3 separate regions of the Mus musculus genome follow, and regions 2 and 3 are each linked to region 1. Evidence: chromatin contacts called from public Hi-C and HiChIP or PLAC-seq data. All regions are on one chromosome and are shown on one strand. The core of a region is the stretch at or near the end of the contact, and the rest is flanking DNA. Distances in the headings are between cores, read along the strand shown.

What was found. A called contact is a pair of places that touch in the nucleus more often than the background predicts. HiChIP or PLAC-seq counts read pairs in DNA pulled down with a chosen protein or histone mark.
Region 2: a contact with region 1 is called in an H3K27ac HiChIP or PLAC-seq map of the NIH/3T3 cell line, with 2.8 times the contacts expected there. The contact joins two enhancer-like sites. A contact is called at or near these places in 1 of 15 datasets of contacts at CTCF or cohesin (stem cell-derived epiblast-like cells), 15 of 484 Hi-C or Micro-C datasets (the AtT-20 cell line, cardiomyocytes, cerebellar granule neurons and 10 more), 2 of 115 datasets of contacts at active chromatin or transcription factors (the NIH/3T3 cell line and kidney) and 1 of 9 other capture datasets (embryonic stem cells).
Region 3: a contact with region 1 is called in a Hi-C map of myocytes, with 2.5 times the contacts expected there. The contact joins two enhancer-like sites. A contact is called at or near these places in 8 of 484 Hi-C or Micro-C datasets (embryonic retina, embryonic stem cells, myocytes and 4 more) and 1 of 9 other capture datasets (embryonic stem cells).

What each region holds. Positions count from the first base shown.
Region 1 is chr4:151,338,203-151,341,508 of GRCm38.p6, reverse strand. The region is part of intron 5 of Camta1 (calmodulin binding transcription activator 1); the gene reads left to right. Among named protein-coding and RNA genes, the nearest start is that of Gm30344, 120 kb to the left of the region's middle. Within about 2 kb of position 1,853, at least 82 of the 459 cell types and tissues checked have an H3K27ac peak or open chromatin away from gene starts, as enhancers often do. A contact at or near this core is called in the NIH/3T3 cell line and myocytes, where this site is marked.
Region 2 is chr4:151,633,178-151,636,483 of GRCm38.p6, reverse strand. The region is part of intron 3 of Camta1 (calmodulin binding transcription activator 1); the gene reads left to right. Among named protein-coding and RNA genes, the nearest start is that of Gm52712, 6.9 kb to the left of the region's middle. Within about 2 kb of position 1,548, at least 53 of the 459 cell types and tissues checked have an H3K27ac peak or open chromatin away from gene starts, as enhancers often do. A contact at or near this core is called in the NIH/3T3 cell line, where this site is marked.
Region 3 is chr4:151,603,009-151,606,314 of GRCm38.p6, reverse strand. All of the region lies in intron 3 of Camta1 (calmodulin binding transcription activator 1), which reads left to right. Among named protein-coding and RNA genes, the nearest start is that of Gm52712, 37 kb to the left of the region's middle. Within about 2 kb of position 1,619, at least 60 of the 459 cell types and tissues checked have an H3K27ac peak or open chromatin away from gene starts, as enhancers often do. A contact at or near this core is called in myocytes, where this site is marked.

The DNA.
Region 1 (3,306 bases), core at 604-3,103:
TGAGCCCAAGGCTGGGTGGGATCCAATTTGTTTCCAAGTAAGTGTCAGAAGTACAGAAGGGCTGGAAGACAGGCCTTCTATGGGAGATTAGGCATGGCTCTTTATGTCAAAGACCTCCCCACCCCCACCCCCCATCCCCGCAGCAGTCCTTGATGAAGGAGACTGTCCTTGCTTGTCCAAACTGTTTTATTTGTGTTGGGTGAGGTTGCGTACATCTTACTCAGGGTGAGCCAGGGATTAAATACCTTTTGCAGAAAGGAATGCCCAGAACAGGCAGCTCATTGGCTAAACATTGGAGCCTGTCTAGGCATCTCATTAGCATGGAGAACTCTAGGTGTTTGCAATACATGACCGGTTGTCATAGTCCTCTTTGAGGCGTGTCGTAGTCACATTCTCCAGGACAGGAACCTGGTCTGGAGTTGATTCTAATGCCTACCGTTCTCAGTTATGAGATTTACCAGGGGTTTTTGAATCTGCTTAACCTTACCAGTTCCTTGTCGGCTGACGTGGTTCTACTTGCCATACAGCCGACGTTACACAGAGATGTTTTTAATGAGTGTCGGGGATCTGACGTCACGCCCTCACACTTAGACAGCGAGAGGTTCACTCACTGAGCTATCTGCCTGGCACCTTTCTTGCCAGCGTTCTTCTCCGAGCAGACACAAGCCCTTTGTTCTATATGTGGCTCGCAAGGAGGCCCTCCTTGGAAGAAGAACATTGGTAAGAAAGGTCCCTAGCTTGTCACCTCACCTTCACACTCATCTGCAATGTGTCTCATAGGACAGGTGACCTTAATTCAATAAGGTCAAGTTTCTCAATGCTTTGGTGGTGGTGGGGTAGTGGTGGTAGTGGTGGGTGGTGGTGGTTGGGGCTTTTCTGTTTTTGTTTGTGACTGGCCAATATCAAAACAAGGGTTGCTTCAGCCAGAACACAAAAGTTCTATGTGGTTTTTTGCTAGTGTACAGTTTTAAGTCTATCTGTGACTTGCCTAACGATTGTATTTGCTTATGGTGTGAGTATCAATTGAGGATTTTTTTTCTCTCTCTCCTTAATGTGGATATCCAATTTCTCAAGCAGTATGAACTGAAGTGACCGTCTTCTGTCCACAGAGTTGCCTCTGCACTCGCATTGAAAATCGATTGACTGTATGGGTGAGGTTCTATTTCAGGCCTCCTTTATTGGTATCTGTCTCTTTGCCAGGTGCACATTGTCTTGATTACTGTAGCTTGATTCCGAAAAACCAGGTAGGGTGTGTCTCGCAGCTTCATTCTTTGTCCTAATTGTTTTGGCAAGTCTCCCTCCTTTGCCTTTCTGGGTAAATTTAAAAATTCATTTGTTAATTCCTACAGAAAGCATGTCCTGCTGGGATTCTGATCAGAACTGCATTGTGTCTATAGACTGTCTGATCTGGGGGATGCTCACGGGTGCTGACAGCTCGTGGCTACCCAGGCTCCCATAAGTCAGCCCGGTGCCTGGCTCTCCTTCCTGGTCTCTGATCTCTTTCATCAGCCCTTCACAGTTTCCAGAACACGGATCCTGCCCGCATCTTGTTAGATTACATCTGAACATTCTTTTCAGGCTGTGATGCTGTCACAACCCCCACCCCACCCCCCCAGCGGCGCATGGATGCTCCTCAGAAGGCAATTGCTTCTTGCTCTTGTACAAGGACCTGAGTTCTGAGATTAGGGTGCCCCATTCCTGCTGCCTGCTCCCTCCCTGCTCACCCTGGAACTATGTCCTTGGTCTCCAGAGTGCGTTCTGGGAACTAGGTCACTGGGCTACAGTCCCAGACAGACTCTGAGTCACCTTGAAGGAGTGAGTCACTAGCTCTGTAGTTTTCCTCTCCCTGAAATGAGAACTGAGTCACCTGCTCTCTTCTCAGTCTAGGAACACTGGAGCTGGTGACAAGGGCTGCACAGGCCTCGAGCTCCTGCTGGAATAGCTGAAGCTTGAAGAGGCACCGCTGTCCAATCCAGGCGCTGTTATGATCTGCTCGTGGGAGAAGTAGATGCAGGGGAGTGGGCAGAAGATGAGTCAGGAGGCATTAACCCAGCGGGCTGCCCCCCGCCACACACACACACACACACACACATATACACAGTGTCTCCTCAGACCCAGGCTTGGCTTGTTTCCTTCCTCCAACCCCAACTTTCTCTTCTACCCACTGGAACCAGCCTGAGCTTTGTCTGTGTGCGCACACAGCTGCCACAGGGAACCTGTCGGTCTCTCAGGCCATTGCCACCCTGTCCTTATGGGGGTTGGTTGGTTGTCCCATATTCTAAACTAGAGAGAACAAGGAACTCTGATTTACTCTGTGGCAGACACGGGACCCATCAGATGCCTTTGTGGGGACAGAGCCAAGTCACACAGTAGCTCCCTCCAGGTCTCTCGCTCTCCCTCCCCCTCCTGGCCTCAGGTCTGCAGTTAGTCAGGTCTGCAGCAAGCACAAATCGGGCCAGGCCAGTGGGCTATAGTATGAAGAGGGGTGATCAAACGCTGATGGAGAGTCGGGGACACAAGCATTAATTCAAAACTAGAAAAGAATCAAAGGGCAAAACACATCACAGAAACCTTAGAGTGGTCTGCCCTCAGAGTTCCTGCCAGACTCCACTGGTAGGAAATGTCTCCAAGCATTTTCTAGAACCGACAATCTCTATGTTTTATTCTTACACTTAAAAAGGCCCCGGCACAAAAGGTGCTTAGAGTATCTGATGAGTGAATGAATGAATGAACGAGCAAATGAGTGAATGAATAAATGAACATATGGATGAATAAATGAATGAGTGGGTAAATGAATGGGTGAATGAACGAACGAACGAATGAATGAATGAATGAATGAATGAATGAATGAGTGAGTGTTATATGCCAGGGACTCTGCTAGGAATTTGGGGAAAATAAGAAGCTCACAGCTCAGTGAGGGAAGAAGACACAGAAATAACAGTAACACTTGGTGGAGAAGGAGAGATGGCTCCCAAAGTATGTAGTGAAGACAAGAAAACCAGGGAGGGCTTCCCAGAGGAGGTGACTCTGGGCTTTCAAGGAAGCACATGAACTGGTCAGGGGATGTGAGGGAGTCCTAGGGACAGGAGGATTTGGGAATGTAATGGGGGTCCTGCCAACAGAACCTTACAAGTTCTGCCCATGGTGGCTGTCTGAAGACAAGGACATGACCATGGTCCAGCTCAGCCTGAGATGATAGCCTGGGCTGATCCTCTGTGGGGGGGGAGAGGTTGGAGTTGCCTCCTGCCAGCCGTACCGGCCCCTCTGCTGTTCAGTAACTCCCCCTTGCCACAGGGCCACGCGGAT
Region 2 (3,306 bases), core at 299-2,798, 300 kb before region 1:
CCCCACACTCATCCATGTAAAGGTTTTCTGTGTTGACACTGGAATCCTCTGGAAACAAACTCTCATTGATGATAATGTCTCCCCAGAGACCCTGAAAAATGTGGTCCTCCACGCCAGCCCTTCATATGGGCAAGTCTCTTTCTTTCTCCCATGTGTCACATAGAAACCAATACTTCATGTGCCCAATGTTGTCATCTCCAGAAGAACCACAAGAGTCCAGTACCAATGCTTGCCCCATGTTTCAATGTACAGCAGAGGTTTGGAGCATTTAAGTGTGGCTTGATGAAATCACCCCACTGAGAGATCCAGAGCTGACCAGCCTGTCCCCAAAGATCCCTGGCCGTCCCTGGCTCTGCCTCCCTGTCAGTGGCTTGAAGCATCTTGCTTGCTTATCCTGTCCTCTGCTAGAATGGAACCAGCCAGCCACCACCCTTTACTTGGCTCCCCATCCGCTTATCATTAGGCAATTTCCAGGCCACTTTCCAGATGTTTACCCCTCTCTACCCTAGAAAGGTTGTTTCTATTTCATTAGACTTGATATATACCCATCAAAGCCCTTGAGGAAGAACAGCTTCCAGAAGGAGGGATCTGAAGGTGACCATTCAAGATACCGACTTGGCTTCCAGAGCTCGAAGCTCAGGTGGAGCCCAGATCATCAAGGGTGGTTGACGGAATTTCTCCTGTGCTGCAGATGGCCCGGGGGGGGAGCAGCTCTCTGAATGGGAGGCTGATAAGTGTTAAGCACACACTTTCCCCTTTCTAGATCCGTTTCCATGAAAAACTGCAGATTCTGGCACTGGAATGCACTCGTTTAGATTTTTTGATAACAAAGGCCGTGTTAATCAGGGGGCCTAGCAATGAGGTTGTCACAGCCAAGGAAAATCACCGGGGATTAAATGAAGTGGTTTAATGATACTGTCCCTTTCAGAGCTGCTTCTCTAGCCTCCCATGTGCTACCTACCCTTGACAGACCTGGGGCTGCTCCAGCGGGCACGCGAAAGGGAGGAGCCCCGCTTTGCGAGAGCCTTTCAGCTCCCCTGACCCCTCTCATCAGGAAGGAGCAGAAAGTCCAATTTCAGACCCGCTCCTGCATATTAATAGCAATATTACTTTTAAATTGAAAATTTCATTTTTTCCTGCCTGGTGTGCAAGCAAATAATTGAGACCTAATTTACTTTATTTAATAAGCTCCCGGGCAGTGTGGTTAAGCCGCACTGATGAAAAACCTGGAGGACATTTGTTTACAACGTTCCAGATCCTTCTGGCTGGCTTGTTTGCAACTGAGCACATTCCAGAGCAGAAGCAAGATGAGACTTAAGATCATCCTATATCCCCAGAGAGCCCCCCAAGTGGACCCCAGGTTCTCTGGCCAGCAGATCCCAGGGGTGTCCGTGGTTCTGACTCTGGTATTGGCAGAGCTCTATGCTGACGGAGAAAGGCTGAAACATCCCGTCCTGACTCATGTGTCCCCAGGGTAGAATTGACACACTCACTCTGCAGACAGCTTTGAGCACCTGACTCTGCTGGCTAGACCGAGAAGCCTCTGGATCCTTTGAAGAATCAGGGTCTGGCGGGAGAGAGGAGGAAGTGACTCATTGCTCTGGGGAGAGAGTGTGGGACGGAGAGATTTGTCCCATTCTGAGTGCTGTGCTCCTTGCTTCTTGGACCACTGCCTTTGATACATGCATTTAATGCCCCTGAGCCTTGATTTCTGCATCTAAAAATATATAAGGAGTGTCTCTCTTCCAGACTTAGGATAGAGCCTAATGTGACATGGTTGTCCTGGAGTCCTGCCCATCTCTGTTCCTGCTTTTGATCACCGGGAGGGAACTGTGCCTCCCTGACCCCTCTGAAATTGGGGTTGAGGGGCGAGTGACTCAGCAGGAGCTGGGATAGCCAGCATCAGCGTTTACAATGTATCTTCCTTGGGTCAATACATATAGAACTGGAGCCCCAGGGTTTACAATGTGTCTTCCTAGAGCCGTATCAGCTGGAACCCTTGAACATCCACAAGGAGCAGGTCCCTCCCCTGAAACATGCAGTGTATGTAGCACCGGAAAGAAGCAAATACTCTGTTTGTTATCACTGAGACGAGAGAGGAGACAGTCCGGATTACAGCCACAAGCTGCATGGTGAACAAGGCATGTTTGGGGTGGGTGGTCTGTGTTTTCCCTTCAGCATGACGCAGCTAAACCACAGAGAAGGCCGAACATGAAGTCAGGACTGAATGTCTAAAGCTGCAGGAGGGACAAGGGATCCTGTGTGGGACAGCTGGCTCCTCACAGCCTTGAAAGATGGTGTCCACCTCCTATGCAGATTCTCGCCACCCGTTTTTCCCTTTCCCCCTCTATGATGCTGCCTGACTCTTTTTTCTCCCTGGGGAGACGTGATCGAATGTCTCTTTACCCCAGATACAGCTCCAACTGTAGACCAAAGGAATGATTCCACTCCAGTCCAACTTAGTGAGCCAGGGAGTGTATGGAGGCTGCGTGACAGCTGCTGTCTTTGAGTCTCCTCTCCCCTTGACTGTTACTGCTTATGTAACCTTGGCGACAGGCCTTGTGAGTCTGGTAACTCTCAGGAGTTTCCTGAATCCTTAGTTTATCCTGAACCTTGTTAGTTTTGAGTACTGTCTTAGTGAGGGTTTTACTCCTGCGAACAGACACCATGACCGAGGCAAGTCTTAGAAGAATAACATTTAATTGGGGCTGGCTTACAAGTTCAGAGGTTCAGTCTGTTATCATCAAGGTGGGAGCATGGCAGCATCTAGGCAGGTATGGTGAAGACAGAGCTGAGAGTTCTACATCTTCATCTGAAGGCTGCTAGCAGAATACTGTCTTCCAGGCAGCTAGGATGAGGGTCTTAAAGCACATACACACACACACACACACACACACACACACACACACACACACACACACACACAGTGACATACCTACTCCAACAAGGCCACACCTCCACAATAGTGCCATTCCCTGGGCCAAGCATATTCAAACCATGACAAGTGCTTTCTGAGACTTACACGCCTCCCCCTTGACTCCAGGAGAGAATGTTGCTGGCTCCATTTGAAGGCTATTGCTATGTAGCACCCACCCTCTGTCACTGTATCCTTCTTACTTCCACTCCATGCCCTTTGGTTAGGGGTCCTGGGGCACAAAAATGATGCTAGGAGCATCATTTTTTTCCAGTGGGTCTGTGTCTCCAGAGAGGCCTCCTGTCTCAGATCTCTCTGCAGCTTCTTTTCTCTGCTCCCTAGGTTTCTTATTGCTGCTCTCCAGGACAGATCATGAGGATTAGATAGCAAAG
Region 3 (3,306 bases), core at 370-2,869, 270 kb before region 1:
TTTTAAATTGTTGCATAATGTGGAATTTTTTCATTTCCCATCAGAATTTATTAGCTAAGTGAAATTATAGTAATATTTAGCCATTTTGCTTCAGTAATGAGTTCCAGGTCTGGTTTTAAGTGACTTTACATAAATTCCTTCACTTAATCCCCACAACAGCTTGTGTATAGGTGCAATTGTCACTGCTGGTGTACAGTAGTGCCTTCACCACTAAACCAAAGCCCTTCACTGAGCCTGAGGTACAGAGGGTGAGGTCACTGTACCACTTAGTAGCCAAAACCATCCTGCCTGAGGGCTGGGTGTGGAAGGTCAGTGTGTGGCTGCCTTCTTGAAATCACAGTGGAGCTGTGAATAAAGTTGGAAGACCACCTTCTATTCAATGTAGCAGGAGGGAGAAATCCTCACGATGCTGGTAACTGTAGTACAAAACCCACTATTTCCCCCTCCTTACCCCTCATCTCTCCTTCTCCTGGGCATACAATTCCATTTTTACATGCTTCTCTGTATTACATCCTATGTTTTCAACTACCACTGCCTCACAACCAACATTTTGACCATTTTCTGAGCACAGAGTTGGGGTCTTAATGTTCAAGGACATGTCACAGCAACTGTAGTCCAGAGAAGCAGTTTTCCAATACGTTGTCCTTGGTAAGAAGCCAGCTATAAATTTTATGTCGTGACCCAGAACATATGTCAATATATTCACCTGGAATGAAATTCCTAGAAAGACGTTTTGAGAAAACAGCACGCATGTGCCCTCTTCATTTTTCTTCTCAATCACTATCTTCTCATCTCCATTTGACTTGAAGAGATATGGTTAGCACCTACAAAAATCATTGCCTCCTTGGCCCAGAGAAATGGCTCAGTCGGTAAGAGCATGAAGATCCTGAGTCAGGATTCCCAGCACCCACACAAAGGCTGAGTGGCCATGGATGTGCATGCCTGACCCTAGCACTGTGGGGAGCAGAGATAGGAAATGGCTGGAACCAACCTAAGCTGCAAAACAACTCTAGGTTCAGTGAGAGGCCACATTTCAGAAGGATGTGTGGTGGTCATGCTACGTCTTCCCACAGCGTCTGCAGGTGTGTGCATAGCGTGTACACACACCAGGTCACAAGCAGGAACAAACCTCACTCCTATAAATCACAGCCCTGGAACAGCGTTGGTTCAGGACCACGGACAGCAACAAAAGAGCCTGATTCAGGACCAGGGACAGTCTTCCTCCCTCTCCCTCACACATATGAAAGGCAGTGCTGGTTTAAGGGCAGGGGCAAAGCTCCTATGAGTTTTGGTTCAGGGCCAGGGATAGCACCCCAGCAAAGATATTGGTTCTGAACCACAGACAACATATCCTCTTCCCTGAACCCCAACCCCTGTGCGGTGTTTTGGGCCAGGGCCAACAGCCCCTATGTTGGTTCAGGACCAAGAGCAACAACATAAAACCAACCAGACAACCAACCAACCAACCAACCAAACAAACAAAACACCCAACCCTGATGGTTTAGGACCAGGGACAGCTCCCCAGTCCAACGCCACATGTTCTGATTCAGAACAGGGGACAGCGGCCACAATGGCGGTTCAGACCCGGGACACCATGCGCAGTGACCGTTCAGAACCAGGGACAGCGCCCAGCACGCTATTTTAGGACCGGGGACAGAGGTTCCAAGCGAACATTTGGGACCGAGGACAGCGGCCCCACCACGCTGGTTCAGGACCGAGGACAGCACCCCTCCCCTTTGTCACATTTTGGGTTTTTAGCCTAAATCTGGCCTGCGGGCTTTTTGTCTCAGTCACCTTAGGACCTGTACTCAGGTGTCTTGCCTTCGAAGGTCATAAAGTTATAAAGAACGCTGTCGCAGAGGCTCGTGTTTCCCCAAACGCATGACTCAGATCCTCAAGGAATTCCAAGTGCTTACAAGGGAGGATGAGTGTTGCTTCCTTGTGTCTCTCTGGGGTGCAGATGGCTACAGACCATTGGCATTGACTGTAGACCAGTATCACTTTGGACACGGAGGGCCAGAGGGCCCCCCCCCCTTTGTTAGAAACTCATTTTCACATAAAGACACAAAGGACTGGGGATGTGACTCAGCCAGTGAAGTGCTTGCTGAGCAAGCATGAGAACGTGAGCTTTATCTCTAAGACCCACATTTTAAACAAAAATCCAGATGTACTGGTATATGCCTGTAACCCCCATGCTTAGGGGTGGAGACAGGATGGCCCGAAGAGTTGACTGGCCAGTGGGGATGTTGTCTCCAAAAATGAGGTGGATGGACCCTGAGGAATGATACCTGAGTGTGTGTTTTGGCCTCTACTCATGTTTACATGTGCTCACATATGTGCATATGCACTGACACGCATGCTCACCCCTACACAGGCACACACAGGGAAAAAAAAAAAGCAAAGCAGAAACAAACAGCAAATACTGCACGGAGCCTCCCTTCTGCCAGTGCTGCCCTGTCACAGCCCTCTGGAGAGCATGATCCTTTTATGGTTTTGACATTCTGTGCGCTATCTCCTTACAAAGTCCTCTAGAAAATGGATTGGATTGACTGAGGCGCGTGCCCTGCAGCCGTGCGGATCGGTGTGACACACAACGGTGCTTCTGGGTTCCTCATCTTTCATCTGGCTGCTTGATGTTAGAGAAAGGGAAGAAAGAAGGAAAAGGGCTTTTCCTCTGTGTGTGTGTGTGTGTGTGTGTGTGTGTGTGAGAGAGAGAGAGAGAGAGAGAGAGAGAGAGAGAGAGAGAGAGAGAGAGAAAGATTCGTGGGGGGTATCTCCATGTGAGTGTGCAGATGTGTGTGTTCATGTGTGTGCATGTGTGCTTGTGGGTGCCTGTGTGTGTGTGTCCATGTGAGTGTGTGTGTGTGTGTGTGTGTGTGTGTGTGAGAGAGAGAGAGAGAGAGAGAGAGAGAGAGAAAGAGAGAGAGAGAGGTCTGAGGGGGTATCCATGTGAGTGTGTTAAGGTGGGGTGCCAGTGTGTGTCCATGTGAGTGTGTGCATAGTGTATGTGTGTGAGAGAGAGGCAGACAGAGAGAGAGAGACAGAGACAGAGACAGAGACAGAGACAGACAGAGAAAAAGACAGAGATCCATGGGGATTACCCCATGTAATGCTTCTGGCTGCCTGTGTCCCCATGTGAGTGTGTGCATTTGTGCTTCTGGCTGCCTGTGTATATGTGTACAGGCCAGAGGTTGACCTCAGGAGTTTTCCTTGATCACCCTCCACCTTAGTAAGTAACATCTTTTTTAAAAATCTGAACTCAGAGCTATATTACTTACCTAGACTGACAAGCCAGAGATGCCCAGG